2 separate regions of the Arachis hypogaea genome follow, and region 2 is linked to region 1. The links are chromatin contacts, called in public Hi-C maps. All regions are on one chromosome and are shown on one strand. The core of a region is the stretch at or near the end of the contact, and the rest is flanking DNA. Distances in the headings are between cores, read along the strand shown.

Evidence for each region. A called contact is a pair of places that touch in the nucleus more often than the background predicts.
Region 2: a Hi-C map of an unstated tissue shows a contact between it and region 1, with 6 times the contacts expected there. The contact joins the promoter of LOC112791117 here to the promoter of LOC112791111 in region 1. A contact is called at or near these places in 3 of 8 Hi-C or Micro-C datasets (leaf and an unstated tissue).

The regions. Positions count from the first base shown.
Region 1 is chr3:120,119,011-120,121,710 of arahy.Tifrunner.gnm2.J5K5, forward strand. LOC112791111 (U-box domain-containing protein 26-like) reads right to left here and starts at 1,328. Exons shown (of 1, transcript XM_025833831.2): 1 at 87-1,328. The coding sequence starts at 1,328. The coding sequence ends at 87.
Region 2 is chr3:120,431,125-120,433,824 of arahy.Tifrunner.gnm2.J5K5, forward strand. LOC112791117 (callose synthase 5) reads left to right here and starts at 1,336. Exons shown (of 43, transcript XM_025833838.3): 1 at 1,336-1,613; 2 at 1,911-2,169; 3 at 2,289-2,389. The coding sequence starts at 1,983.

The DNA.
Region 1 (2,700 bases), core at 78-2,577:
TACGGGAACCCCATAAATTATACACACTATATACCTTTTTTTGTTACAACACTCGCATTATTAACTAACATTGACATCATCCATGCCTACTTTGGCACCTGAATCCACTTGGATTTGAGCAATTTGAGGAGCATTCTGGTCTTTGATTTAGTAGTGGTGGCACAATGACTCTGCATAAGCAACAGCAACTTTGTCATAACCCCAGCACCAATGGCTTGTTCTCTTGCACTCATATAATCTCCACAAACAATGGAAAGTGCCTCAACAGCACTATCACTGCAATCTTGATCACATTTTACACTGAACACCAACTTCACCAAAGTATCAACCCCGTTTGGGTGACTCACCAATGTCTCTCTACCACTCTCTAGCTCCAATAGTTTTACTACTATTCCCATTGCTATTGAAGTCACAAGTTTCTTGTTTTGTCCTCTAATTTGAGTAATTTCATTACCTGATGATGATGAAATCATTGAAATGTATGTTATGATCCCTTCTATTGCTCCTTCTCTCACCAAACTCTCTCTGTTGGAATTCAATGAACACAGTGCTAAAATGGCCTTAACTGCATCCTCAGAAGCATCACAATTTTGAACAAGTACTAAAACAATCTCATGCACTAGTTTCTGAGTGTTTCCGAAAACATAACATAACTCTTGTGTTGTCTCAGATGATGATGCTGACTCTATAATATGACACAAGCTAGATTTAACAGTAATTGTGCCTTTTTCAAATAACACCACAAATGTTGCTAATTTAGACTCATCATCTTTGATAATATTTAGAGCCTCCAAATCATAACCAAGATGCAGCAGTTTCACAATGCAACCAAGTGCAATCTCTATAAATTTCATGTGATCATTATTTGATACAACATGAGATTCTTCTATTGTTCCTCCTCCAAAAACTAGTTCCAGGAGCAGAGGCAAAAGACCAAGTTGTACGAAACATGATCTGCTGAAAGAACTATACTCACCAGAAAAGAAGACATTGATTTTCTCAAGTACTTGGAGCTTGTTCTCTAAGGTATCATCCTCTTGAGATTGAAGGGTGTGTTTCAAAGCAGCTAGAGAATCAATAGTTGCAGAGTTACCAGGGTGAAATTGAGGACCAAGTTGAAGCCACTGGTGGATCAAGTGGCGGAGGGTGTGATTGGGAACAATGGAAGGGTCATGGAGCTTCTGCATTGTGACAGGGCATATCAGGTTACCTGTACCTAACCATTTCTCTATGCTTGATCTGTCATAGGTTTGACCCGTGCATAGAGTCACTGGATCTTCAAACAAGTCCAAACTGATAGGGCATCTGAATAAGTGTGGAATGGTCATTTCAGGTTCACTCATGGAAAATTAAAGATGTTTGATTGATGATTCCAAGTCAAGTAACAAAGAAGAAAAAATAAACAGCTGTTAGATCTCAAAAGGTGCTTTTATTGAGTTCTTGACATATGATGTGGGGCTTAATTTCGGGAAGATATTAAAAATGGTATCAGAATTAAAGTAGAAAATCCTTTTCTCAAGGCTTGAGTTGAGACGAGACACAAAGGAGAAGAATGAGAACAGAAACTAAAGTGGTGAGTGAATGATACGTTGGAAGTGGGATGGTGGAAAACAACTGAGAAATGAATGAAAGATATAATAATATAATTATTATATTATTAAAAGTGAATAAAATAAATACCAATTACCATACATTAAATAACAATATTCTTATAGAACTATTTGAAAAACCATCTATCAAGTACTATTAATAGGTACCACTATTAGTTACATTTTTTAAAATTTCATTATCATTAATTTTACTTCATTAACCATACATTTTTTGTACAAGTTAATAATCAACCTTGCAAAAAGAGTAATTGCAAAAGAACGAGTCTGATTATAGCAAAGTGGGATGGTAACTAAACGTAGTACTAATACCAAAAAGGCAAAGCCTAATTGTAGTATATTACTTTATCAACCAGTCAAACAAGAAATTGAAAACAAAAAGAAAAGGAAGAAGAAAAGAAATCAATGCCGTCAAACTGGCCAACTAAAATGGAGAAATTTATTGTTGTTAATATATTTAAAGTTTGATTAAATACACTTACAGGGACAACTGTCGCGTGGCTTTTGTGAGAGGGAAGGGGGGGGGGGGGGGGAAATGATCTTCGCGTAGATTAAAAAAAAAATGTATTTTTTAACGTTCCATATTTTTATAGTCTATAAGAAATATAGTGTAATCGAACAAACTTTTTATCAGATTTCCTAGTTTTCATAAGTGAATTGTATTTTTCATCTTCATTAAGTCATTTGCCAGCAAGCAATTTTATTTTTAGTTTCCCACAGTATCCTCCAACCCGGTAGATTAAGGACTAATTCGTCGCGGTACTGAACTCCATTTAAGGGTTTGTCGCTGGCCAATGGGTTGCCAATTTTATTTAATCCACATCTTTGTCACACGAGTAGGTGGGGCAAAAGCCTATTAACTTGGTTTAGTGTTTTAATTCGCCTAGAACAGCAGGTGAGTTTGGCCACAGGGAGAAACTGGAATTGACAAAGAGGCAAACGACTGATTTATACTAGTACTAAATATTTCTAGTGTGTAAAAATTCTTGCCTTTGAACACTATTTTGTCTTCCACTACTCAATCGAGCTCTCTAGTCCACTATCTAGTGAAAGCAATCTTGGTGGCCGTCATTTATTTTCCGTTATGTCAATT
Region 2 (2,700 bases), core at 86-2,585, 310 kb after region 1:
ATTTTATGTTTAATTTAATAAGTATATAGATGATTATATTTATTATTTTTAATTAAATGGTTATTTTTTTATTTGATTTACTCATATACAGTTAATAATAACTAAATATTTAATTTATTAGGTGTGCAGATAATTATCCTAATATTAAAATTTACGAAATAATTTAAAAATAAAATATTTTTTTAGGTCAATTCTAAAATCTATTATTCACACTATTTATAAAAGTGATTGTTTATTTAGCAAAACTCTTAATTTATTATTGCATTTTAAATTTTTAATGAATGTAAGGGCGGGTGGTGAGCGATAATGGTGGAAGAAAAAATATAATAAGAATAAAAATGAATAATCTGAACACAAATTTAGGATATAATTGAAAATATCTAACATTTTAAATATGAATTCGATTTTTTTTATGTATTATTAGTTTAAAAATATGCATAAATAAATAATTATATATTATCATATTAACAGAAATAATAAATTTTTAAATTTATTATTTAAAAATAATTAAAACACATACATCTGATAAACTCTTTTACACGGTTAATTTATTAAAAATAAAGCCATGCTAAAAGATAACACTTTTAACATAAAAAAAGGTTTACTAACTAGAATTTCTCTTTGTTGATGATTGGTGAGATGAAATATATACTAACAAAAAATAGTATGAGTTAATAAATGTTATGATTTATAGTCATTAATTAGTTATTATTAGTGTTTTTATTTGGAAAATAAATTTTTTTAAGTTAAAAAAAATTGAAAGTGTAAAATATGATTTCTAACTTTTCATTATTCTTTCTCTCATATTTATCTTTAGTCTCATTTATAAAATTAATGATAATAAAAAATCACACTTTACTCCCTCAATTATTAAAAAATTCAAAGAATCTATTCTATTATAAAATTTTATCCAATAATACAAAATTACTATTTTTTTACGAATTAAATACTAATATAATTTTAATAAAAATACTAAAATTTGAGACTTTTACTACATAAAAATTAAAGTCACACGGCGAGTCCACGACGATAGCGGGGCATACTGCATGACGACTGAAGGTTTATAATTTATATATAAATAAATAATAAATAATAATTTATAAATTTTTCATAATAAATAATAATATTATGACGACTGAGTTTATTATTTATTTATAAATATTCGAGCAAAGAGTGACTTGTGACGCGAAGAATAACTGAATAACCGAACGTGGCGTGGGATGGGTTGGTGAATAAAATGTGAATTAGTTACAAAAAGGGGTGACAAAGACGAAAACGGACTTCCATTGAAATTGAAGTCCTTCTTCCCTCAGACTTCGAAGGGTTCAAACTCTTGTCAACGCGCGCTCACTCACTCTCTCACACTCTTCTCTCTTTCTTACCCTTCACCTCCGAAACGGTTTTCTCACTCTCACATCTATCTCACCGCACTTCTCTCTACACTCACCTCTATATTTCTGCCTCTTGCAGATTATTTTTCCTCTTGTCTCTTTCTTTCGGATTTCTGTTCTTGCATCTTGGATCTCGCTTCAAAATATATAATGCGCATACAGAGACTCTACCATCATCCAAAACCACAATGTGATTCTCCGATCCCTTACCTTTGATCACAGGTACGAACAATAACGCGTGAATTTCTACAATAATCAATCCAAGATTTTATAAACATATTCAAACATTCTCACGTTCTTGGACGGTAGTAACCATTTCTTGCAATATAATGCATATTGATTGATATATGAGTCTCATTCCTATTATTGAAGAATAATAATTTGTGTTAAATTTGATTTTACACATGAGATCGGAGTTGAATTTTCCTAGATCGTATCTAGCTAGAGATCGATAATTTAACTTGGATTTTTTGTGGGAGAAGTGAATTAAATAACTGAGTGGTTGAGTGAGAACTGCAGGAAGAAGAGGATACGGAATAGAGAGATAGATCTACACGGTATAAACAGAGCGAGGCACGTGCATAAAGAAGAATGTCGCAACTAGACCGAGTAATGCCGCCGCCCACGTTGGTGAGGCGGGGTTCAAGGAGTGCCTCCACCACCTTCAACATGGAGGTTTTCGACAACGAAGTGGTGCCGTCCTCACTCGCCTCCATTTCTCCCATTCTACGTGTCGCCAACGAGATCGAAGCCGAGCGTCCCAGGGTTGCCTATCTATGTACGTAACGGATCGATAATAATAATAATAATAATAATAATAATAGTGATTTCGTGATATTGAATTTTGAAATATGATGTGCAAATTAATGTTGCTGAGCGCGTAATGACGATTGGCAGGTAGGTTCTATGCCTTTGAGAAAGCGCACAGGCTGGATCAGACCTCCACCGGCCGTGGCGTTAGGCAGTTCAAGACGCTGCTGCGGCAGCGATTAGAGAGGGTAAGCCTGTAGTTTCATTTGCTTCGATTTTATCAACTGACTCTGCATTATGCATTTCAAGCGAGAATGAGGACTGCTGAGGCTTGAGTATGACTGTATGAGTATACCGTGCGTGAAACAAACACAGCACATGAATGCTCTAATCTCCCTTCATGCAAGAAGTCCATGCATATATTAGATTAAACATCTAGGTATACAGTAAAATCTTTAATTATTAATATAAAATATATATTTATATATAAATATATGATATTAATTTTAATGTATAAATAATATTTTTAATCAATATTCTTTGGTATCAATAACTTTAT